Regions from separate parts of the Mus musculus genome. Here regions 1, 2, 4 and 5 are each linked to region 3. The links are chromatin contacts, called in public HiChIP or PLAC-seq and promoter capture Hi-C maps. All regions are on one chromosome and are shown on one strand. Each heading gives the region's core, a stretch centred on a gene start, on an enhancer-like site or on the middle of the called end of the contact. The rest is flanking DNA. Distances are from core to core; before and after follow the strand shown.

Region 1 (4,777 bases), core at 1,900-4,399, 520 kb after region 3:
GCCCGTCCTTTAACTGCCCTTGTGCCCAGCCAGCCCAGACCAGCAGAGACCCCAGTGGGCAGGTGTGCAACTCACTGCTTCCCCTTCAATAAATGACTGAGCCATCCTAATGCCAGGAGCTGAACTAAGAACTGTGATTCTCTGAGGTCCCCCTGATACACAAATATCTGAGGAATTTGGACCCTCCCTTGTAAGACTCCCAAAAGGCCTCTGCCCCAATACAGCCTGTTGTTGGAGAGACCACATGGGAACAATCAAAACCAGAGTTGAATTTCTCCTCTGTTGTGACCCTGAGCCTCAGTTTTTTTACCTGTAAAATGGGGGTGCCAGTCTATCAGAGTAGCTGGAAAGGAAAAAGGGGGTGTGGAAAGGGCTACTCCACAGATGATAACTGTGAGTTAGCTGCCCCACCAATGGGCTCTGTCACCTCTCCTTCCTCCCCAAACCTCAGGGAGCCAGCTTTCCCACAGAAGGAAGCAGGAGAGTGTCTCCTGGAATGTGGCAAGGCGCCTTGGAGCTGAACCTTGCCTTGCAGCCCTTCTTTAATTAGCTCTCAACTAAAAATAGCTACCCCCCACTCCCTCTGGAGCTGCACACCTCCTTCCTGGCCTGGCACTAGGGTGTGCAGTAGTCACTCTTGGGGTAACCAGCCTGAGACAACCCACAGCACGGAGGGTATGCTGAACAGGAGGTTTTATTGAGGGGGACACAAAAGCAGATGTGAGCTCATGCCAGGCCATCTGATAGCCCAAAGTGGCCCTGTGGCTCCTGCACTCCCCAGGTCCCCTGTACCTGGACAGCTGGCACCCAAGGAGTCTTACCCAGTCTTGGCAAAGGTCTGCTCAGGGGAGGGCTGGAAGACACAAGCAGCTCCTCTGAAACCACAGACGTGCCTACTGACATGTCTACCCAATGGTTTGTCCATCCACAGCCCAGTCCGTCCCTGCCAGGGAGTCCAGCTCTCACTTGCAACTCTGTAGGCGGGTCCTATGATGCTTCTCCTCTGTCAGCAGGGGAATGAAGGTATCGCTGTGTGAGAGCTTCAGCCGGCTACCCCAGCTTGGCCCCTCCCTGGCAGCAGGCTCTGGGGGCAGGGTGTCCAGGTCGCTGCGAGAACCCCCGGGCTTGCCTTCTGCACTGCTGGAGTTGAGCTCCATCAGCTCCAGCTCATGCTTGGCTGCCGTCTCCAGGACACGTTGTTTGTTGTAGTACCTGACAAAGTTGTTAATGATGGGGTGAATGGGCAGGGCAATGGCAATTACCCCACACAAGAAGCTGATGGCTGCGTTGAGCTTGCCCAGAGTGGTCTTGGGGTAGATGTCACCATAGCCCACTGTGGTCATGGTGATGATAGCCCACCAGAAGGACTGGGGGATGCTCTTGAACAGAGTTTCAGGATGGCTCTGCTCCATGGTGTAGCCCAGTGCGGAAAAGACGAAGATGCCCACGGCCAGATACATAAGCAATAGCCCCAGTTCCTTGAAACTGCGCTTGAGGGCGTAGGTGAGGGTCTGCAGGCCGGAGGAGTGGCGGGCCAGTTTGAAGATGCGTGCGATGCGCATGATCCTCAGGGCCTGCACTGCCTGCTGTACGTTGGTCAGCTCCATCATTCTTGCGCCCAGGTGCGTGAGTGTGAGGCTCACATAGAAGGGGAGAATGGCCAGCACATCCACGATGTTCATGAAGGACAGGGCAAAGTGAAGCTTGTTGGGCGATGAGAAGAGGCGCAGCAGGTACTCCAGAGTGAACCAGCCGATGCAAGCCGTCTCTACGTTCTCCAGCGTTGGGTGCTCCACGCGGTTGCCTTCGGAGTCCACCACTTGCAGCTCGGGTATGGTACCCATGCACATGACCACGGAGGAGACAAGGATGAGCAGGAAGGATAGAACCGCCACCACCCGCGCAGGGCATGAAGACTCCGGCTTCTCTAGGAACTTCCAGACACACTTCTGGCAGCGGCGCCAGCGGCCCTCAGCAGCGTCAACACCCAGGTCGTCCAAGATGAGCTGCACCCTGCGCGCGATCTCCTCCAGCTCCTCGCGCTTCTCGCTCAGATGGCTCTTGCAACAGTCATCCAGGAATTTGAGGTCCACCTTCCAGAAGTCCATCTCGTTCTTGAAGCAGATGGGGCAAATGCCCTTCTTCATGTGGACCTCCCCGAAATAGTATACCTCAATGACACACTTGAACGCGTCTGGGTCCCGGTCAAAGTAGAATTCGCGCTTGCCCGGATCGTAATCGTCGCACAGAGAGAAGATGGTGTCGTAGCCCCCCGCCAAACAGTTGATGAGCTCTGCCAACCGGGTCTCAGGGTACTGGCTGAGCAGGTCTCCGTAGAGCACCTGCCGCACGCCCCCCACATTTACCACGATCTCAATGTCTTCGCCTGCCACGGAGTCCTGGCTGCCTGGCTCCGGGAGGCTTTGCTCAGCAGATGCGTCCATGCTCCCCGCGGGTTCGCTTGCAAGCCCCGGTTCCATGAGCCCTGCCGCAGCCGCTGCCAATGCGAGGCCCTAGGGGACAACAACCACCTGCCGGAAAAGGCACTCACAGCGGGCGGAGGCAGGCTGGGGCGCGCCGCAAGGGAGCCATGCACCCAGTGGCGGGGCTGCACGCGGGCATCCAGGAGCGCTGGCGGGGGACTCTGCGGCCGGTGGCCTCCGGTGACACTCACCCACGGGCTCCTTCAGCTCGGTCCGGGACAGGACTTGGTTCTTCTCGTAGGCAGCGTCCTCCTTCCCCGGTTGAGCGGCAGAGGTGGGTCAGCCCGAGAGCTGCGCGATCCGGGCTGTATAGAGAGCTAACTTGGAGTGGCTTTGCCGGAGCGGGTCCGAAACACAATAGGAATTCCAGCCTGACGTCAAACGCTTTGCTACTGTACCCTCTTCTGGTGAGATTTCGCACCGCACGCGCTGCAGCTGCCCAGGAATGAGTTAACCCTTGGGCAGACCTGCACAGCTGCCGCCGCCCTGCCACCGGCGCCACCCGCTGAGTCTGAGGGCTCAGAGGTTAAGATCCAGAGCTTTAAGGCCAGCCCGGCTCAGGCTGCCAAATCCCTCCTGCCCAGCTAGGTGAGAGAGGAAAGAGAACCTCTGTTGCTTACCAAGTCCCTCAAGGGGCAGCCGCGCACTCCTTGGGCACACTCCTTCTGTCCTAGGCTTCGGTAGGCCCTGGATAAGTCCTTGACACTCCTAAGCACTGCCCTGCTGGTGGTGGTGTGACCTTGTACCACAACTTGTCCCAGCCTTCACAATAAAGAGGAAATTGCTTCAGGTCACAAGATGAAAAGGGAGGAAAGCTTAGCCATCACTTCACCCAGGGTTCTCCTGCTAGCCTAGCTGCTAGCTTCCAGCAGGACAACATCATCACCATTAGCTCCCAGAGCCTTGGATTCCTATGACCCCTGTGCCCATAACCCCCTCTACTTTGAGAGAAATCAGTTCTTCCAGTTGGATGCCCCTATATTCCCTCTCATCTTTCCTGAGGCAGAGAACATCTCTGGTTCAAATCCAGGTTCTTGACCATCGGGGTTATCAACCCTGGATCTAGCTATGGCCTGGAATTGGATTTAAAAACATAAGCTGGGCCGAGATGTAGCTCAGTTTGGTAGAGTCCTTTGCCTAGCATGCATAAGGCCCTGTGTTTGTTATCCCGTACCACATAAACTGGGCTTGGGATGTGGGGGTGGGGGTGAGGTGGGGGTGAGGTCTATGATCCAAGCTTTCCCTCACTTAGGAAAGGAGGGCAAGGTCAGAAGTTCAAGGTTATCCTCTAGAGGTGGAAGCTATCCTAGGCTAGGGATTCTCTCATACACACACACACTGACACACACACACACACACACACACACACACACACACACACACAGTTGGAGAGATGAACAGGAAGAGCCAGTAAGAGGGGTGAATAGGACAGTTAAGCTATTCTGTTTGATTGTGTGGTGGCAAACATGTCATTCACACTTGTCAAAACCCACAGGATGCACAAAAGCAAGAGGGGGTCCTAAAGGACACTTTGGCCATGTGGGTAATGACAGATGCTCCATTCCTGGAATTTCCTCCACTGTGACAAGCATTTCACTCCTACAGGGATGTTGACAGTAGAGGGAGGGGGTACTGATTGTGGGGGAAGCTGTAGAGACAAGGGTCTGGGAAACTGCATTTTTCTGTACAAATTTTCTGTGACTCTAAAACTGCTTGTTGAAAAAGACCATTAAAATGTGTTCTGTAAGCTGGATTTCTTAGCCGCTCAAGACCATGCCTGTTTATGAATCATGAAACTGGTATACTGGGCCACTAGCAGTATTTTCTTTAATGGGGTGATATAAAAGTCAGATGCAGTAGAATACAGTACACAAATTTTTATTAGGGAAATATTTTAACAATTTTGATTTTATTTCCATTTAGCACCTCTCCATGGTGTGTTACTCTGAATAGGAAATTGAGGATGAGAAAGGTTGAATGGCAATAACAGTGAACACTAATATAAGAGCACTGTACCCCTAGCACTCTGGGTGCCATGTGTGTGTGTGTGTGTGTAAATATATATACATTATATGTGTGTATATGTATATATACACATATGTGTATATATATGTGTGTGTGTATATGTATATATACATATACATACATACATATATATATATATTTTTACTCAGTTACCAGCTGCTCTCTGAGAAAATAAGGTATCAAGTAACTGCCACCATCACCCACTGCACTTGGGATTTAGTCTGCTAGGCTCCAAGGCCCCTTTCCTTGGTAGGCAACCAGCCCACCAT
Region 2 (4,858 bases), core at 524-3,023, 1.0 Mb before region 3:
TCAAATCTGGGGCAAAGTATCACAACAAGGCAGGATTCAACAGCACACCAATTTTCTTTCCTCAGGTCAGCTTGAAGTAAGCTGTAAGCAAAGTAAGAAAGGAATGAGTAGGTACCTATATCCCTTCAAAGATGAATTCCCCACTGAGCTAATTTCCACTAATCTTCTTAAGGTCCCACCTTCCAGTGGCTTCATAGGCCAGGACCAAGACATTGATACATGGCCTTGGGAGAACATTCGAGAGGCAAACTACAACAATTTACTATTCCTAAGCTAATGCTATCATCCCCAAGGGAGTACTAGGAAAAGGTGGACTCTAAAATTATGAGTCACTGAAACAAGAATGGGGAGATTGGATGAGAAGGATGGATTGCAGAATTTAGTGGGTTGCTTGTTTAGGAAATTCCTTAATTGTTTCTAAGGAAAATGCCACCCTGTTCACCTCTGGCTCACATGGCAAGCCCCAGCAGGTCTCCTGTCCCCTCACACACTTTTATTGGCACTCAAAGAAAGCTTTGACAGGAAGGGACATTAAGGGTGCACACGTTTAGCCATTGTGCTGCCTGCTCCCTTCTCAGGTTCACACTTCAAAAAGGACCAACAGAGCTCTGACCCTTTCAGCTTACTTCATATTAGAGTTTTACAAATGTGCAGTTATAGAATTCTCAAGACAAAACAAAATACAATTCTTTCTGCTGAGTTGAATGAGAAGACGATGGGACATTTCTTTTCTTGCTTAGGGTCATAGATGTGTAGGACTACACTCAGACTATCCTGTGTTCATTTTGTTTTGCTTAGACATGTGTTTCTTTGTAGGAATGCATATATTTTTTTTAGTGAAAAAGGAAAGAAAGTCCTGCTTGTATAGAATTGAATCTTTCAGAAGTTAGAGCCATGTTTGTTTGGCAGATCAAGTGCAGGAAGTAAGGGAAATGTCTCACTTAGGACAAGGTAATAACCTAGTATTTGTGCAGAAGTTTCACACTTAAAACTAAAAATCAAGATACTTTTTATCCTCTTACCTTTTCTTCCACTAAATGTTTATGAAACTCTGACTTCTGATTCCTTCCTTATAGAATAGATACTATACAAAGGATTTATTTCCATGATGCCTTATTCTCTATGATTGCATGAGCTCAGATTAATTCCAACTAGTATACCGTGGCTGCATTTTGAACCTGTGTTCATGATCCGTGCAAGGAATGCAGAAAATAATTGCATTCCTTTGCCATTTTTTGAGGAACTTAAACTCAAGAGCAAAAAGGTCTACAAATGTAGTTTTTAGGTAGTAAATGCAATGTCCTTAGGTCATATAAACAGATAAAGAGTTGTCTGTATTTGCCCCTTTAAATATCTTCATGTGTGATTAAAATTTCAGACTGTGCCTTTAGGCTTCATGGAAAGCCAGGGAGTCCTGTTTCAACATACACCCATCATAAAATGAGCAGTCTATCTTTAAACACATTTGTTTGCATGGGCTAGAGCTTGCCAGCTGGACGAAGGGCATGGGTTTCGTACTGCAACAGGATGGTGCAAGCACTTTCGTACACGGTGGAGTGACGGCTCCCATTGGGAAACATCCGTCAACTCTGCAGCTGCTCCTCGGCCAGCCTCTTCTCTAACACCTCACTGTCAAGGCAGACTAAATGGTTTCAGAAGCTTCTTGTCTGGAAATGGTGAGCTCATGTCCCAGTGACTGAAATGGCTTGCAGGCAGTTCCCAACCACCTCCTGCCCCCTCAAACAAGAACATTGCATCAAAGAGTGTTGTGCAATGTCTGTTGTCACACCTTGGCTGGCTGTAGGAGCAAGATCCACATCCGTTGTGTGTGTTTGCTACTCAGTTCCAAGTGGAATTCTGTCTACAAAGTTTTGTATACAAAGCATTCACGTATCAAGGATAAGTCTGCAATAGCATTTGATCTGCCTTATTTCATTTCCATAGAGGAAACTGAAACCCTGGGGAAAGTGGTGGTTTTTAAAAACACACAAGGTAAGGCAGCTCAGACAAGAATCCTTTATCTTTCAAACAGCACACTTGCTGTTTCTAAAACTCCACAGGGATCCAGCTTCAAAAATGCTGGCCAGTGGCACATGCCTTTAATCCTGGCACTTGGGAAGCAGAAGCAGGCAGATGTCTGTGAGTTCCAGATCAGCTTGTCTACAGAGTGAGTTCCAGGACAACCAGGACTATACAGAGAAACCCTGTATCCAAAACCCAAGAAAAAAATAAAAAGAAAGAATGTTCTCCCTATTCTGTGTTTTTTTCTGGAATTAGCTATTAAGAAAATAAAATGGCTTTTCCGCACTTCTTAACTTGGTTCTCACACATAATGTTCCTCCTGGAAGGTTTTCCTTTTAGTTTAAATTTTGTCCTGGTTTTGATTGCCTAAGTATTGCAGTAAAATGTCACTCATCTAGCTTGTCGTGTTATGGGTCTCCCCTTTAAGAATAATATCTGTGATGGCTACCGAATTAACCTCTTCTTAGTTGTTTCCTATTTCAGATGTTCAGAACAGCTTAGAGAATGACAGGCATGGAGATATCAGTGCATCTGCTCCTCTGGCATGTGTCATCTGAAGATGACTGCCTTGGTGGCAACGCTTGTAGAGAAGCACTGAAGGAGAGGCAGGAGATTCTCATGGGACCAATATTCTAGGGGCCACAAATACAAAGGATGAGTCCTGGAAAATGAGCAGTTGTAACTGTAGAAATAAGTATTGGGACATCTCTAACAGCTGCTTCCAGCCAGCTTCCAAAGAGCCTCACACATGGTAATAGCCAGTCTCAGGGAAACACAGCCAAGCTTAGAAATTAGGCGTCATGACTATAAGAAGGTCGGCTGTCCTCCAGGAACTGTGCCTTGCACCTGTTGTCCCTGATGCATAGAATTGTCAAGAGCCTGGAACAGGTGTACCAGGGGACAGATGGTAGAGGAAGGGGCAACGGTTGGGGCGGACAGAAGAGTGGCAGTAGAACCACTGGGGTGGTGAATCTTCCTGTTAACTTGAATTATTTGGAGTCACTTAGGACACACACCTATGGCTCCATCAGTGTGGACATTTCCAGAGAGGTTTAGCTGAAGAAGGAAGCCTTATTATGAATGGGGGTTACACTGTCCCTGTAGAATCCTGGACTGAATATAAAAGACAAAGTGAGCTGAACATCAACATTGATGTCATTCTGTTTCCTGGCTGTAGATACAATGTGACTCGCCCCTAGTACATCTACCACTTGAGTCAAAGGCTGTCTTGTTGACAGCCTTTCCCCACTGTAATGGGCTGACTATACCTTCAACCAAAGAGACAAAATAAGCTTTCTCCTTTAAGTGATTTCATTGGGTATTTTATCACACCAATGATAGAATTTAACTCGTACAACCACCAGCCACCAGGTTGACCTCAGCTTGCCAGAGAAATCCCTCCCCTTCTACCTCTTCTGGGGCTGAATGCGATCTTATAAAAACATGGTTACTTATCTTTCTCTATAATGGATCCTCTTTTCTTAGTGTCAAGGACCAGGTTTACTCAACTCACTATTGCCAGCCTAGAATTGATCACATGTCCAACGTGTAGGCTGAATACAGGAATGGAATGTGCTTGACTAAGGTCTTTCTGTGAGGGACCAGAAAGCTAGTACTTTAGGATTCTAGGCTGTGAAGGTTATAGCTACCTCTCCAAACCACCCAACTTCCTGTGTCCTAAAAGCCTCCCCAGACAGTAGAAAGAGAAAGAGAAGAGAAAGTGTGGGAATCTAGGTTACAATACAGCTTTACTTTTGGCACCTGAAACTTGAACTTTTTGTAATGTACATCTGTCTCAGAATACTATTGCTCCATAGACTTTTTCAACCATAAAAAATATTTTAAAAAATAAATTCTTAGCTCTTAGTAGTAATGTAGTAACACTTGAATTAAGTCAGCAAACTTTGGACATAACTTAAACTTTTCATATATTTTTTTTCATACCTTGACAATCAGAATTTGAGACAACAAGCCACCTTCCAGAGAGAAATTGTGACTATAACAAATCAAGAATCATTAGAAAAGATAGAAAGTAGTGAAATTCTAGACTCCATTGATGCAGGGCTTCTTGGACAACTGTTATGGTAGAATTTCTTTGGTTGGGGAGTAGATAAAATTTGTGCTCCTCTTTCAGTTTTCATCACTGCTGAATTTGTGTGTGGTTAAGGTTTTGTTTTGCTTTGCAAGAAAAACTTGCCAGAACTAAGGAATTTAATTAATTCAATATGTTTCTCAAACATATTCATTTTTTACAGTCATGTATTTGATGACTTATTTTTGCATATAATCTACCCATCACTTCTGTGGAGCAGTTAGGGCAGGGAGGGGGGAGCAGGAGGGGAAAGAGGGGGAGGAGGAGGAGGAGGAAGAGCATAAACAAACCCATGCAGACTCAGTCAGCAAATAGATGTGACGACTTTAGGTCAGATTTTCAGCAATCACATAAAAAGCCAGGCATGGTGACAGGTGTCTGTGATCTCAGCACTGGGGAGGCATAGATAGGAGGATTCATAAAACTCAAAGGCCTAGAAGTCTTGCTAAATCTGAAGTGCTAGGTTCCGTGAGCCACCCTGCCTTTAACCAAAGCATAAGAGGAACAGTGATGAAGGAAGCACTGACCTCTGGCCTAGATTTCTACACACACACACACACACACACACACACACACACACTCATACACACAATGACTCACATAGACACATACACAACACATCCTTGCATCTATACCAACATAGCATACATGCCGATTAGAAATACATGAGTATGCCATACAAACTTACACAGCTGAAAAGTAGTTAATCAGGAAGACACAGACCATCTGTGGCTTGTGGTCAGG
Region 3 (5,359 bases), core at 2,039-4,538:
ACTGGCAACTTGCTAAAAGTGACAGAGTTCGTGGTGACACATGTCTCACTGCGGATTAGACAGCTGGGAGTTTGCACTGGGTAGGTGTTGTGGGTTTGGTCTAATGCTGCTTGTATTCTGCTAATTATGTTCCCCCAAAAACCTGTTTGCAGTGTCTCACATGTAAGACACTGAGGGACCCTGCCCACATTTGGTTCTGATTGGTAAATAAAGATGCCGACAGCCAATGGCTGGGCAGGGCAGACAGAAGTGGGACTTTTAGGATTCCTGGCTAGGAACAGAAAGAGGAAGGGAGAGAGAGATCCCCCATGCCAAGAGAAGGGACTTAGATGCCACACCTGAGAGGCATAGGACAGAGAACATAGATCCTACACCTTGTAGGAGTCAGGAGATCACAGCCCAAGAGGGTTACACATCTAGGGCTAGGTCAGCAAGGATGTAATATAGATTTTAGTAATTTGGGAATATCGGAGGGTGGACTAGCCATGTGAAGGTTAGGAAGTGGTCCAGCCATTGAGCTATTTAAGGCTTATATGTTGCCGATGCCGGGATTGAATTAAGTAGTGTTAAATGGGGAGTTACAGTTAGGTAGCATGCCAAGAACAGGGAAGTGACCACCAATGAGGCTCAAGCATGGGCTCAACATTGGGGTGAAACTACAGCCAGAACCATGCAGCTCTTATCCATCTCTGTCCCCTAGAATCTGGCAGGGCTTAGGGGGACTTGCTCGACCTCCAGCAGCCTTTTCTTTCCCATCTGGCCTCCATCAACATACCCCTGGGCTTTTAAGCGTGTGCGACCACATTTGGCATTCTCACTTGGGTTTTGAAGATGGAATTGGAGTCCTCATATTCGCCAGAGCTCTTCTTATGTGACACTTAGACTGTGCCCAGGAGGGCTGTTATCTGTGAGTCCATGCCTTGCCGTCCTCACCACCACTGGGACACCTCAGGTCTGTGTCCTCAGCCCTAAAAGCTCGGTTCTATTTTGAACATCACCAGTTGCAGAAGTCTCTAACTTTTTAGGATAGCACACTGATTTCACCCATGATTTCTGCCATGATTTCACCCTTCTCATGCTTGTCCCCTGCCAAGGCCAAGACTTCTCCGACATCACAGAATGATTTCTTCTTCTTCTAACTTTTGAGGGGATAGCTTAGTGTGTGGGGATGACATTGCTGGGGTCATTCTGAGAGCCACACATAACTCCACAAACTTTCTTGGGGTTAGACAGGAATTTCCAGGTGAAGAGTCGGCCAGTTCACAGGCCACAATGGGGGCAATTTCAACAGAGTTCTCTCGTCCAGCCCCCTTATTACACACTCTGAATGTGCCAGGGAGGGTCTGTTATTTGTGTCTCAAATCATAACAAGCACAGCAGTCTCTCAGGGTGAGGTGCAGACTTAATTCACTTTTGGCATTGTAAACCAGCTAACTGACACGCAGTTACACTGCATAAGGTATGTTTGAGCAAATAGCGATGCATGAATCAGCCAGTGCCCAGCATTGTAATGGGTCCCACGGGGGACAGGAGGGAATGGCTTTCATAATGCAAATCCAGAAATATTTCATGGGTTATAGTTACATAGCCACAGTGTCTGCTCTGGGTTGGTAGAAGAGTCCCTGCGGTAGAAGTATGGTTAGTTGGCAGCTTCGGGAGGTAAAGCCAATGTTTTGTTTAATAAAGGCATTTACAGTAAATATAGCCCTTCAAGATGTGCTTATGTTTGAGCTGAGCAAGCGCATTGTATTAGCTACTTTCAGGGATGCTCAGACAAACCTGACAAGAGCATCTTCAGGGAAGAGAGGCTTTGGTTCTGCTCCGCAACGCTGTGCTTCTCTGTATCTGCCTGCGTGCTCATCTCTCCAACTCTGGTTTGGAGATAAAGGCATGGAGTGCGTGTTGTTCCCCGTCCATTCCCCACCTCAGAAGCCTTCCCATATAGAAGGAGAATAAATCTCAGTTTCATTGTGGATATGGATCTGGAAGAAGATGAAACTGATTGTCACTGGGCCATACAACCTGTGAGGTTGGAAAAACAGAATCCGGAGGTATGGGTGTCAATCTAATTCTGTCCCCAGTAGACACTAGACCTCCTCTGAACAGGAAGATGGGTATCCAAAAAGTCTTCCAGCTCCAGAGTTCTCATTTCTTCATGAGCTCACAAATACGCACAGTTTAACAGATTTAACACACACTCGTCCCTCTGCTCTGAGGGTGACATCCTGGGACAGTGTGATACCAGGAGGGTGCGTGCACTGGCCACCTTCTTGAGGTTATTACTGCGACAGAGTGTCATAGTTAGGGTTGTACTGCTGTGAACAGACACCATGACCAAGGCAACTCTTATAAAGACAACTTTTAATTGGGGCTGGCTTACAGGTTCAGATGTTTAGTCCATTATTATCAAGTCAGGAGCATGGCAGCATCCAGGCAGGCATGGTACAGGCAGAGCTGAGAGTTTTACATCTTCATCTGAAGGCTGCTATGAGAAGACTAACCTCCAGGCAGCTAAGATGAGGGTCTTATAGCCCACACGCACAGTGACAAACCTACTCCAACAAGGCTATGCCTTTTTTTGTTTTTTGTTTTTTGTTTTTTGTTTTTTGTTTTTCTGAGACAGGGTTGGCTGTCCTGGAACTCACTCTGTAGACCAGACTGGCATCGAACTCAGAAATTCGTCTGCCTCCCAAGTACTGGGATTAAAGGTGTATGCCACCATGCCCGGCTAAGGCCACGCCTTCTAATAGTGCCACTCCCTGGGCCAAGCACATACAAACCATCACACAGAGGCAGCCAGGTTAATGAGAGCAAAGTTGCTGAAGCCTGGCAAAGCCTTCTCTGAGCTGTCTCTTTCTCAGATTGCTCATAGAAATGACAACAAACAGACGGGGGTGAGGGATGTTGCGAAGTTCAAATTGTGTCTGTCTGTCTGTACTGTAGCTTGAGCATCTGCCTGCCAATTAACTCATTTGATCCCTAGAGAAATTCTGCAGCATGGGTAGTATTTTAAAGTTGAAAAGCAATGGGGTGGGGACAGAGGGCTTTTAAAAACCTACCCACGGGTCACATGGCTTACCAGCAATGCCATCCAGGTGAACCTCAAAGGATGTCCTCCCCCACCTTCTTCCACCAACACGTGCTTTTCTGGATGAGCCAAATGGCAGAAAGATTGAAGACTGATTCTGGAACTCCCTCCAGAGGCGTGTCCTCCCAGTTTTGGAGGTTCCCAGAAAGGAGGTGGTGCTGGCTCCCCGGGCAGCTAGCCCAGGCTCTGGGCAGTGAGAGGGAGGGAGATCAGGCCACCACGAGACAGAGATGGAGACCAGCAGCCTGTGGCCCCCGAGGCCCAGCCCCAGTGCAGGGCTGAGCCTGGAGGCGCGGCTGGGCGTGGACACTCGCCTCTGGGCCAAGGTGCTGTTCACCGCGCTCTATTCGCTCATCTTCGCGCTTGGCACAGCCGGCAATGCGCTGTCCGTGCACGTGGTGCTGAAGGCGCGGGCGGGTCGCCCCGGGCGCCTGCGCTACCACGTGCTCAGCCTGGCACTGTCAGCCCTGCTGCTACTGCTGATCAGCGTGCCCATGGAGCTCTACAACTTCGTGTGGTCCCACTACCCCTGGGTCTTCGGCGATCTCGGCTGTCGTGGCTATTACTTCGTGCGTGAGCTGTGCGCCTACGCCACGGTGCTGAGCGTGGCCAGCCTGAGCGCAGAGCGCTGCCTGGCCGTGTGCCAGCCGCTGCGCGCCCGCCGCCTGCTCACCCCGCGCCGCACCCGCCGCCTGCTGTCACTAGTCTGGGTCGCCTCTCTGGGCCTTGCCCTGCCCATGGCGGTTATCATGGGACAGAAGCACGAAATGGAGAGGGCCGACGGGGAGCCTGAGCCTGCCTCGCGTGTGTGCACGGTGCTAGTAAGTCGCGCCACGCTCCAGGTCTTCATCCAGGTAAGGGAGTGGGGAGTGGGGTACAGTAGAAGGGGAAACCTATGTCCTACAGTTAGCCTTTAACACACACACACACACACACACACACACACACACACACACACACACACACACACACACTGGGGTAGTGAAAGAAACTAAAGCAACTCCTCCAGGGTCCTTCCCAGATATTCAAAGGACCAAGGAAGGGTGCAAGCAGCATCCCTTCACTACCCGTGAGCACACAGAGGATCTGGAAGGGTAAACATGTGAAAGTGCAGAAAGGCATGCTGGCTGGTGCATCAGGACATGTGTGGGATTAGGGGCTGCATAGATGACTGGACCATCATATCTTCTGCATTGAATTCCTGGCCAGGTGTGGACTGGAGTCTTGCAGCTATTGCTTGAGATTTTCAAGTCCGGGTGTGCCAGAACAATGGATTAGACTAGGGGCACACATATGGTGGTAGAACAGAAGGGTTTGTCAGGAAGAAAAACACTTGCACAACTGAAGTGGATACAGAGCAGAAGAGGAGGGAGCTGTTAGAAGCTCAAGGGCACTGGCCAGGAGTAGAGTATGTGCCATTTGCACAGCACCTGCCTTCTCCCACATTTATAATCCATGAGCTTTTTCTACTGTTTTGTCTCTTATGTGTAGCTGTTGGTGAGGGTCCCCAGCCTTTCTCTGCCATTGGTTTCTTTCATATTAATCTTGATACCTCTTTCTCTCCACCCTATTCTCTTGCCACAGTACAAGGCTGCGGTGCCTGGCATAAAGCTCCTTTTCTCTGCACCATCCTGTGTGTATCATCTGGGTCTGGTGGGCAGGAAGGGAGGAGTCTAGGACCTATTCATCCGTCCTTCACTTACCACCTCCCTCTTCACCCAAGAGAAACCATGGAAAGAGCCAATTGTGCCCATGTTTAACCATGTCCTACGGGGCTGCCTTTTCCCTATCTGGTTCAAGTTCTTCTTGAATGGGGACAAGGGGACCAAATGCCTAACAATAGTTTGCTGGTAATGGATTTGCTTTAAAAGGAGTTTGGCATTTGAAACATCATGTCCATCTCTAGAAAGAGAGTTCAGCCATTATCTGGGAGGAAGGGAGGGAGTCCAAGGAAACTGAAGGGTTCCAGTTGGGACACTGTTGGAAGAAACTTCAAGTTAAGAAAAGGATTCAGGACAGGGATGGTGAGGAAAACAGGGACACTGAGTCAGAATTATCAATTTGCTGGCTCCCAGGAGGCCCTATTTCTGTTCTCTGTCCCTGTTGGGGCAGAACGGAGTGCTTGTCTGTTGGTGTGTGTCATTCACATGCCCAGATTTGCATGGATGTCAAAAAGAAGGCATAGATGTCATGAAAATAATTAAATGTGACCTCATGAAGGTGTCAGCGATAGGGCACAGCAGATCCTCACTATGTGTCCTCTTCTCTCCT
Region 4 (5,534 bases), core at 1,194-3,693, 670 kb after region 3:
TGAAATGTCCAAAGACCTTCAGAGAGATGGGAAGTACATGTCTGCCTCCTCAGAGCAGGGTTACAGGTCACACCCAGCTTTTTACCTGGGTGTTGAGGCTTGAACTCAGGTCCTCAACTGACTGTAGCCCAAGCTTCCTCCCTCACTCTCCCCTAACCCTTCTCTCTGAAATAGGGTCTCACAATTCAGTCCAGGAACTCCTTTTGTAGAGCAGGCTGGCCTGGAATTAATAGCAACCCTCTCGTCTGCCTCCCGAGTGCAGGGTTTGTGGCTGTGAGCCTCGAGGCCTGGCCTGGCCTGACCTGGGCAAGTCTTTTTGAAAAAAGATCGTTCCTGAGGATGGCTCAGTAGTTAAGAGCACAGACCGCTCTTCCAGAGGACCCAGGTTCCACTCCCAGCACCCACATGGCAGCTCACAACTGTTTGTAGCTCTAGTTCTAAGATCTCTAATGCCCACAGGCACCAGGCACACACATGGTACACAAACATACATCCATGCAAGCAAAAACTGATACAAACAAAATAATATATTTTTTAAAAAGATGGTTCCTATTTCCTCATCTTTAACATTTATTTCATCTGAGCTTCCCTGTCTACAAGAGCCCTCTCAGATCTTGAAACTCCCACTGTGTCTGACCCCCACAACAGAATCAGAAAGACCCAGACTTTCTGGACTACCTCTAGGTCAAGAAAAGCATCAAAGCTCCCACCGTACACATTCAGCTATGCAGTGGGTCTGTTTAGATGCAGCAGACCCTGAGGACCACTCCGAAGGATCAGAGTGTGCATACACAGTGCCCTTCCACTTCCCACCTACATTCCATCCACGTGGCCTGCCGTGTTCATGCTTATCTATGGCTTCAGGTCCAGAAGGGCCACAGTTAACCTGGGGATATGGCATAAAGTCATCTTCTAGCCCAGGCTTATTTGTCGTCACTGTTCTACATTTGCGGTGAGTCCTTATCCCTGACTTCTGAGAAGCCACCTCCTGCTCAGAAACCCCTGCCCTCCGCCAATCCATAGCCTCCCCCCTCCTCTTGGGATATCTTACCTTGAAGTCTGGGATGGCAAACTTGGTGTTGTGGGACAGGTTAGACTTTGAAGTTACATTGTTCATCCTTTCCAGAGCCTGTAAATTTTCCTTATCGCCAGGGGCCGAAATAAGCCAAAACTCAGACATGTTTGCAAGTCTTCCGGTTATCTAGTTACCGACAGGCACCAAGACTAATGCACACAAACAGAAACAGGAGCAGAGATGTGTCTGGTGTCTACTTCACCTTTCCTTACCTCAGAATTAATCCTCTCTGGGCCCTGCCACTCTTTCCATTTGTCACGCCTGGCTTCCTTGACCTTCTAGTTCATTTTCAGCAGCTTTAAGGACATTTAAGGACATGCATTTGCCACCAAGCAATATGTCTGTGCCCCAGGGAAGCCCCCGCCATAGGGAAACCTCTCACCTACCCTCCCTAGGGGGCTTTGATTGGCCCACACTGGTTCCTTGCACTCCCCAGCTTCAGTGTACAGCAGCTCTAAGATGGGCAGACAGAAGGCTAAGCATAGACGGCTTTTGGAGGATCTTTTCTCATCTTGGCTTGTTGTACTTTATGGAATCCAGGAAGGGTGGATGAAGGTGGGAGACAAGGGATTTTCCACAGTATAACATCAGGTCAAACCCAGATCTCAGCTGGCCAATCTTAAGCCAGGAATTAGCTTTAGAAACAAACTTTAAAGAAGTGCCTCAAAGGGCTGCTGGAGTCTTCTGCTGAGGGAGATAGGTCTTGGTAGGACCAGGTAGCTTCCTGGGCCGACAGACCAGCAGTTACATTTCCATAGCCGGTGTAGGGGCCTAGATCTGTTCTGCTCATTCAAATATGTGCACACCTGCACCTTTCCCCTCCGTGCCTGTCACCTCCCTGGTGCATCCCATCCTGAGACATCTGCAGAAAACTGGAGAATCGCCGCGGGATAACGGGTACCCCCACTGAGTCCTTTTCTTCTCTCCTTCCATCTCACCATCTCATAGGGACCTGAGACCCTGCCTATCCCGGTCCCTGCTAACCTTGCACAAACCAAATGCTGTTCTTTCCGACCTGAGTGAATATCGCCTGGGGACAAACTGGCCAGTGAGCAGCTCCTGGGGAGATGCCACCTGCCAAGCCAGGGAGAGTGCGGTGTGGGCGCCGGTTTCCCATGTTCCCATTGAGAAAGTGCACACCCGGACCACGAGGACCCACGGAAGTACGGATTCGACCGAGGGAACGCGTGTCGCCCCTTGTTCGTTGCGGCCTCGACAGCTCCCTCCCCACCCCTGATCCTTGTCGCAGCTCGGCTTCGAGTCCTTACCAGGAGCGACGGAAGACTGAGCTGTAGAAGACACGCGGGGACACCGTGCGGGAGGCTCCGCGGGAGCGCACGGCCGGCTCCCGGGAGGCAGCGGCTTCTATGGTCCGGTGCGCGCCCCGCCCCGCCTTTTATCCCAGCGGGAGGGGCAATCCTGGGCCCCTCTGATATTTGCATACGGGCTGCCCGCCTCCCTTGATGTCCGTGTCGGTGTGGCGCTGCTGTGGACCCAAGCTCAAGCTCCGGAAAGACACTATGCAGGCAGGGTACAGAGGGGATACAAGTAGATGCAGGGGGGCCCTGATCCCTTCTGCGCGTGGGTTTAGCCCGGAGTTGGTGGTAGCTGGGAGCCTGACCCGATCTCCATCCGCAGAACAGAAATACCGGGCGCTAGTAGAGCCACCTCCGTGAGGCAGCAACAAGACAGGATTCTCAGAAGGAGGGTCCCCCAGCTGCAGCCTCCCATTCCCACTTCACCGCGGCCCGGCCCTGTCTCCAAGGATTCACCTGCTCCAGGGAGTATCCGAAGTCCATGCATGAGAGACCGGGTTGACCCACGGAAAGCAGCGCAACAGGTTCACAGATGTTTTCCAACACACAAACACACACACCTGCAGGGAGGAGAGGCTTCTCTACAGTCTGCGTGGGTGCCAGCTTGCCCCTGGTTGCCCAGGAAACACCCATCTCTCCCCACCCACACAGAGGGGATTTAAAGCTGCTGAAGTCGTGCTGAGGGACATAATTGAGGTGGACTGCGTGCCTAGCAGGTGCAAGGCCCTGGGTTCCAGCCCTAGGACAGAAAAAATAATATGGAAAAAAGTTGCATAGGCGTTCAGTGTGACTAATGAGCTCTTACTAGCCCAGCCCAACGTTCATTTTGGTTCCCAGCGAAATTAGACAGACAGATGGGTAGGTAAGTAGGTAGGTAGGTAGATAGGTAGGCAGGCAGATAGATAGATAGGTGATAGATAGGTAGGTGGATGGATGAATAGACAGGTAGGTAGGCAGATAGATAGATGATAGGTAGACAGACAGACAGACTGACTGATAGATAAATATAGGTTCTACTAAGACCAAGCTTAAGTACATATTTTACCTGTAATCAGAAAGTGAAGTCATGAGATAAAAAAAAGTGCTTGCTACCAAACCTGACAATCTGAATTTGATCTCAGGACCCCACATAGTGGAAAGAGAGAACTGACTCCCAAAAATTATCCTTTGATTTCTACAGAGGTGCCTGGGGGGGGGGGCTGCACATCACACACACACACACACACACACACACACACACACACACACACACACACACACACACGCACGCACCAGACAGATTGATAGATCTCTTTAATTCCAGCACTTGGAAGGCAGAGGCAGGTGGATCTCTGAGTTCAAGATCAGGTCTACAGAGTGAGTTCCAGGACAGCCAGAACTACACTGAGAAACCCTGTCTCAAAAAAAACTAAAAAAGAAAAGAAAAGAAAAGAAAAGAAAAGAAAAGAAAAGAAAAGAAAAGAAAAGAAAAGAAAAGAAAAGAAAGAAAAGAAAAGAAAAGAAAGGAAGGGAGGAAGGAAGGAAAGAATACTTGAAACTAAAAAGGGGAAACCCTAGGAATTAACTTGGGAATGTGAAAACAAGACAAGAGTCAGATATGGTGGCACAAACCTTTAATCCCAGCACTGGAAGACAGAGGCAGGCAGACCTCTGTGAGTTTGAGGCCAAACTAAACTACATATCAAGTTGCAGACCAGCCAGGCATATATAGCAAGACCCTGTCTGATACATGCATGCATTCATACATACATACATACATACATACATACATACATACATACATACATACAGATAGACACGTTTATGCATGCATACATTAAAAAACAAGACAAAAATAAACACACCCAAGAATCCATTTTCTAGGCCCTAAAAGAGGAAACTCAGCTTGTCCTTCTCTGTAAACAATGGAAGAGATGATGCCAAAGGGGTTGTTGAAGAATTCATTGGTTGCTGCCTGAGAAAGGATTCTTCTCTCTGCTCTATCACACTAGCCATATGAACCCATTCATGTCGGAAAGAACTTGCTGTATGGGAGACTTGCTGTGACCCGTGGTGGGTGGGAAGCCAGATCCAGGACACTTGTGGTTTGAGGTCAAGCTGATCCCACTGCCATGCTTTGTAGATGGAGCTCCTAGCACCTGCACTGCACATCACGGTGTTGAGACACTACTGTGCATTAGTCAGTCCTTGCAACATGTCCTGAGGGAGGACACCTGAAACCGAGGGATGAGGAAACACTGTGTGCACAAGGAGTCTGAGTGCCTATTCCAGAAAAGGAGTGGCTTGGTGAACATTTGTTGGGGTGGTCTCAATCTTAGACTTCAAATCATTCCATTTTTTCCAGGCCGGGGAAACCAATATGATAGACCTGGGACCAGATCACTGACAGACAAAGGGGAGGGAAGCCCAGGGAGTTAGATGAATAGCTCCATTAATAGAATAACTACAAATGGAACTTGTACTGGTGGTCTGAGGAGTGTGTCTTCACACTTGCCAGCAAGCCTACAGGACTGTGACATCGCTTGAACCCATGAAATCCCTTACAGTCAACATTTTTCTACTCAGTATTGCTAAAAGCCACTGACCTAGCTTCCTCAAGGCTGGTGGAATATTAAGAGTGTCTTTGACTTTTTGATACCATCCATTCTTCCTATAAATCTGAGTTTGCTGTGATTTAAGAGTCAAGACATTAGCCAGGCGTGGTGGCACACGCCTTTAATCCCAGCACTCGGGAGGCAGAGGCAGGCGGATTTCTGAGATCGAGGCCAGCCTGGTCTACAGAGCGAGTTCCAGGACAGCCATGGCTACACAGAGAAACCCTGTCTCAAAAAACAAACAAACAAAAAAAACCAAAAAAAAAAACAAAAAGAGTCAAGATATGGCTGGGATGTTGTGCAGTGCAGAACACTTGCATTTGTCTGAGGCCCTGGTTTAAGTGAGCCTGAACTTCACAGTGAATCCTTATCTTAGGCACACACACATATGCACACATGAATCAATATGATTTTAAAGTCAAATAACTCTGGGAAATCTGAAGGAGAAGCCAATAAAGAACTACTGAGCTGTGTTTTCTTCCACATCTTTCTCCTGAAAATCTGAACTCCTAGCCTTTTATTGCCAATTTCTTTTTTTTAAAGATGTAT
Region 5 (4,994 bases), core at 2,125-4,624, 610 kb after region 3:
ATAGTCCCTAAGAACTGAAGATATTTGACCATCAGTGACTATAGGAATATTAACACTGAAAGGGAAAAAGTCCCCAACTGTCTATCAACAGAGAAATGGGTAAATAAAACATGATGCATCACTGCACTGGAAATCTAATCAACCTTAGAAAGAAATGAGATTCTAACACATGCTACCATATGGAGAGACTTTGAAAACATGTATGGCAACATTCATATGACATGTTGAATATAGAGAATAGGCTAGACTCTGAAAGGACAGAATTGATCCAGCCTGTATGAAGCATTTACATTAGGCAAATTTCTAAACATGGAAAGTATGATGACCAGGGATGAGGGGGAAAGATGAAGTTCTTGTAGGCAGAATTTTGTTTGGAACAATGAAAACTCTGGATGTGGATACTGAGTGGGGGCTGGAGGTGTGACCCCAAGGCAGAGGGCTTGCTAGCATGTGTAAGGGTCTGATCCTCAGCGCTGTGAAAAAATCCAAAGCAGGGAATTGTATATACATTTTATCACAGTGAGGAAGCAAACAAAAAAGAGGTTAATCTTGGGTTCTATGGTACCAGGGTCTTCACTGAAGCAGAACCCAAGGAACACAGCACTATCACTATAATGTGCCTTTGTCTCCTTGGCCTCTGTGTGGGCTGTGTGCTCCCTGGCAGGGGCTGTGCCTCCATCAGGACCTGGCATAGTTAGGCTGTGCCTTAGGGTTTTGTTTGTTTGTTTGTTGTTGTTTTTCCTATTCTGATAAAACACTGACCAAAAGCAACTTGTAAGGAAAAGGTTCATTTGGGTTACTAGTTACAGCCCATCCTCAAGCGACACAAAGGCAGGAAGCCGAAAACAGGAACTGAAGCAGAGAGCACAAAGGAACTCTGCCTCCTGGCTTGCTTCCTTGCTCCTGTTGTCACCTTTCTTATACAACCTAGGACCGCCTGCCCAGGGAAGGCTGATCCCTCCTCCATGTATTAGCAGTTAAAAAGGAAAAAGAGGTGCTTGCACAGACATACCCACTGGCCACACTGATAGAAGCAAATTTTTAATTGAGATCCCCTCTTCCCAGGTAACTCTAGCTGACGTTGAGCTGACAAAAGCTGACCAGCATAGACTGTTAATATCCTCTTTGCTTTTAATGAAAGGGAATGGTTCCTGCTTATCCTGGTACACATTTGCAAGCCAGTCTCCGTGTACAGTAGGCTTCATGGAAAGGTCCACGTTTGCCTTACTCTGCGACAGATTAGATGGGGACCTCATGAGTCATGAAATGGACCAGAACTATTACCACTATCAGGACTGGTTTTGAGTTAGGACTATGGTGTTGTTCACATAGCAGGCCTAAAGAGGTAGAGTCAGCTGGTAGCTTCAGAATGCACGCCCCTTTTTGACACGTTGTGGCAGCTTGATGGTTCATGTGAGGAGGAGGAGGCTGGGTTAAGGAATAAGAAATGAGGGGATCCCCTGCAGGTGATCAGAATTAAATTCCTACGTCTGGATGAAAACAGGATTTCATTCCCAGTCCTTATCCGTCAAGGGAAAGGATCTCACTGGAATTCCATTTTCTACAGCTGCATATTTCAGGGGGAAACACAGAAAGCTGAGGAAAGCCTCAGAAAAACAAGTAGCATTTCACCTCAGGGCCTTCCAGGAGAACACACCGCCCAACTATGTCTCTCTGCAGACCTCACACACCTCTGCTCTGACTCCACACATAGCTCTGTGATCACTGGCACCTTCCTGCAAAGGTGGAGCTAACCAAGGTTCCAGAGGGACTTCCTGTCCCAAAATAAGCAGTGTGCCTGCTGTGGACAGGAAAGCTTGCCAATGGCTTACAAGAGTCAGCCTTGTGGTTCTGGTGCTCCTTGGAGCCTCATTTGCCTGCCAGTCTCTCCAAAGGCACTCCTAGGGCTCCACCTTCCAACAGGGCACCACTTCTCCTGGAGCCCTTTGCCCAAGAGAGCTCTGGCCAGGGTCAGCGTTGTTTTGTCATTCAGTAAAAAGAAGCTATTATTGTTGTTAAAATTTTTATTAGCATTTAAAAAATTTAGACAGGATCTCATGTAGTCCAGGCTGGCCACAAACTGACTGTGTCGCCAAAGCTGGCCTTGAACCCCTAATTCTCTTGCTTCCTTTTCTTTAGCGCTGGCACTACAGGTGTGTTACTGTCTTAGTTGGGGTTACTGTAGCTGTGATGAAACACCATGACCAAAGCAACTTGGGGAGGAAAGGGTTTGGTTTATCCTTCCATGTTGATTATTCAAGAAAGTCAGGGCAGGAAGGCAAACAGGATGGGAACCCGGAGGCAGGAGCTGAAGTAGAGGCCACGGAGAGATGTGGCTTACTGACGCGCTGCTCAGGACTTACCCTCAACCTGCTTTCTTATAGAACCTAGGACCGCAAGTCCGGGGACCGCACCACTCACAATGGGCTGGGCCCTTTCAATCACTAATTGAGAAAATGTCCTACTGTTGGATCTTATAGAAGCTTTTTTTTTTGTTGTTTTTGAGGTTTCCTCTAGCTTGAGTCAAGTTGCCATAAAACTAGCCACCATAGTCACCATGCTGTGTTTCTGTGGTGCTAGGGATCCTAGCCAGGGCTTCACGCATGTTACTCAAGCACACCAACAGAAAGGCATCCCCTGCCATTATTTTTCTATTGTGTCTCACTCTGTTAGCCTTAAACACCTTTGTAAATATTGCAAAGCAATACATTTTAGCCCTCACCCCCAGAGCCAAGAACGATAAACCCCGCAGTTTATACTCTGAGGGTCTAGGGGCACATGAGTGAACAAGGCTTTGCAATCAATTTAACAAAATAAAGTTTGGAATGATACTATATACAGAATAAGTTTGGCAAATGGTTTTCACTGAATGCTGAGTCCGCGAACAAAAGAATAAATAAGGTCCCAAACACACTGAAGTCTTAGGACTATTCTCCCGACATAAAGGGACAGTTCAAGGAATGAGAGCTGGAAGGGGCCACGAGAGAGGCAAAGAGGAAAAAGAATGAAAGCCAGGAAGAAATGAGGACCCCTTAGTCCTGGGTTTTTTGTTTTGTTTCAGTTAACTCAGAAAAAAATTAGGGGAACAAGGGGTACCCCGCAGGAACAGGGCCGGAGGTCCCCTGACCCCGCCCCTTCATTCCCCGCCCATCCTCGCCCTGCCCCGCCCCGCTCCGCTACTCCGCTCGCCCCCACCCCCGAGGAAAAAAAAACAAACCGGTAACCTCTACCCGGCCGCTTTCAATTGGCCACGCACATGAGCGAAGTCCACAGAGACCAATGAAAGGCGGCCACGGCGTGGCGAGCCCTTCCGGCCCGCCTCCGCGCGCCGGCGCACCGCCCGCTAGAAGCCGAGGGCGGGACGTGGGCGCGGCAGAGCCGAGGCAGCGGCGGCACGGACAGAATGCGGGTGATCGGCATGGCTCGCCTGGTGCTCGGTAAGCGCGGGCCTGTGGTGGGAAGCCGGTCGGAGGCAGCCTGAAGGGCCGGGGCCGCGAAGCAGGGCCGAGTGGAGGGACGAGTTGCCGGGCCTGCCTGGGGACTTCGCGGCGAGCTGGGTGGGAGAGGCCAGGTCGGGCCCACTACGGGAGGCCCCGGGGAGTCGGAGACTTGCAGCCTCTGCTCCCCACGAGTGCGGTCCGCCTCCGGTCCAGCTCAGCCTTCACTTTTATAGGCAGATAGCAGAGGCCTGTCCCGAAGGTGTCTTAGAAGTGGGCAGTGCCCACTGACCAAGGCCTCACAACTCCTGAGCACTTAAAATGCCTTTGGTCGTCCACCCAGGTGTCCGGGAATGATGTTTAGCGACTCGTGGGCGAATCTGAGGGGCCCTCATCTCCCGGCTGTCCTTGTAAATGGGCCTATAGTTTTTGACATTAGTTAACTCAGCTGATCCTGGCTAGAAAGTAGGAGAGGGAGGTGGATCCCTACACCACTTCTCCCTCCATTTACTAGTTGAGACCCGGAGCATATTTTCTCACTGCTCTGCCAGCTTTTTTCAACCGTGTTCGCCCCATGAGCTATAGTACATATTTAAAGAGAGTAAGCAAGAAAAATACTACTTTCTGGGTTACTGTAGAGAGCAGATGAGAGGGAAAGATTTAATCTTTGGTTTTCCAGTGAGTGCCTGTGAAAAAGTGATTCTATCAATTAACTCATTATTTTAATAAGGTAGTCAGCCTTTTTTTTGGCTACCCTGCTGCCAGCGGCTGCCAGGCAGAAATGTTACTGGTGTGAATTTATAACACCCTTAACTGCTACAGAGATTGAATGGGAAGCCACAGATGGCAAAACCATCTGCACGCATAGATTGTGGACCCTGGGAGTTCTTTTTTTCCCGGTGGTGCTCATTATCACTGTGTAGAGTGGCCATGTGAATTTTAGAAGCAGGATTTGATGGGTCAGCATTGACCTATTCAGCCATAGTAAACCACCACCACCACCCCGGGTGGGGGTGGGGCTGTTGCTTGGAGAGCAAGTGCAAGGAACAGTGTATTTGATTCTTCCTAACCCTGTTAGATCATCTTAGAGCCATCAGTTGGTAGGCTGAGGCAGAACTGGGTGGTTCCACTTCTCTTGGCCATTAGGGCATCAGGGGAGCAACATGTTCTCTGCAGGCTCCCACAGGGATGGAGGCTCCATGCCTCAGGAAGGCATTCCTCTTCCATGGCTGATATAGTAAGACTTCTGTCTTTACACTTTGCCTAGTTCCTTGAGAGCTTCTCTTAACAGATGGCTACCCTATCAAAGGTCTAAGACCTAAGCACCTTAAAAGTTAGGGTGGCCATCAGTCAGAAGTCGATTATAACAAGGTTACATGGGAGATGATTGGTAGTCCGTAATGACTTTACCTTCCAAGTGTCTATAACTAGACTTTTTTTTCTACCTTTCAATTTTCACAAGACTCAGTGTATCAAACAAATATGAATTCATGACAATTTCTTTTTTTTTTCTTTTTTTTTCGAGACAGGGTTTCTCTGTGTAGCCCTGGCTGTCCT

What was found. Promoter capture Hi-C pulls out the DNA fragments that hold promoters and counts their contacts. HiChIP or PLAC-seq counts read pairs in DNA pulled down with a chosen protein or histone mark.
Region 1: a promoter capture Hi-C map of pre-B cells shows a contact between it and region 3, with 4 times the contacts expected there. The contact joins the promoter of Kcnf1 here to the promoter of Ntsr2 in region 3. A contact is called at or near these places in 6 of 39 promoter capture datasets (the HPC-7 cell line, cranial neural crest, hippocampal neurons and 2 more).
Region 2: a contact with region 3 is called in a promoter capture Hi-C map of liver, with 4 times the contacts expected there. The contact joins the enhancer-like site here to the promoter of Ntsr2 in region 3. A contact is called at or near these places in 5 of 39 promoter capture datasets (the 3T3-L1 cell line, hippocampal neurons and liver).
Region 4: an H3K4me3 HiChIP or PLAC-seq map of bone marrow-derived macrophages shows a contact between it and region 3, with 5 times the contacts expected there. The contact joins the promoter of Atp6v1c2 here to the promoter of Ntsr2 in region 3. A contact is called at or near these places in 2 of 39 promoter capture datasets (cranial neural crest and liver) and 1 of 115 datasets of contacts at active chromatin or transcription factors (bone marrow-derived macrophages).
Region 5: a promoter capture Hi-C map of hippocampal neurons shows a contact between it and region 3, with 3 times the contacts expected there. The contact joins the promoter of Pdia6 here to the promoter of Ntsr2 in region 3. A contact is called at or near these places in 7 of 39 promoter capture datasets (the 3T3-L1 cell line, 3T3-L1-derived adipocytes, cranial neural crest and 4 more) and 1 of 115 datasets of contacts at active chromatin or transcription factors (stem cell-derived neural progenitor cells).

The regions. Positions count from the first base shown.
Region 1 is chr12:17,173,739-17,178,515 of GRCm38.p6, forward strand. It overlaps Kcnf1 (potassium voltage-gated channel, subfamily F, member 1), which reads right to left and starts at 3,150. Exons shown (of 1, transcript NM_201531.4): 1 at 1-3,150. The coding sequence starts at 2,480. The coding sequence ends at 963.
Region 2 is chr12:15,651,923-15,656,780 of GRCm38.p6, forward strand. The region is part of intron 1 of Gm40287 (a long non-coding RNA gene); the gene reads left to right. Among named protein-coding and RNA genes, the nearest start is that of Gm40287, 48 kb to the left of the region's middle. Within about 2 kb of position 1,774, at least 25 of the 459 cell types and tissues checked have an H3K27ac peak or open chromatin away from gene starts, as enhancers often do. A contact at or near this core is called in liver, where this site is marked.
Region 3 is chr12:16,650,182-16,655,540 of GRCm38.p6, forward strand. Ntsr2 (neurotensin receptor 2) reads left to right here and starts at 3,289. Exons shown (of 4, transcript NM_008747.2): 1 at 3,289-3,942. The coding sequence starts at 3,319. It also overlaps a transcript of Lpin1 not described here.
Region 4 is chr12:17,322,287-17,327,820 of GRCm38.p6, forward strand. It overlaps Atp6v1c2 (ATPase, H+ transporting, lysosomal V1 subunit C2), which reads right to left and starts at 2,444. Exons shown (of 14, transcript NM_133699.2): 1 at 2,344-2,444; 2 at 1,052-1,224. The coding sequence starts at 1,180.
Region 5 is chr12:17,263,215-17,268,208 of GRCm38.p6, forward strand. It overlaps Pdia6 (protein disulfide isomerase associated 6), which reads left to right and starts at 3,375. Exons shown (of 13, transcript NM_027959.4): 1 at 3,375-3,437. The coding sequence starts at 3,419.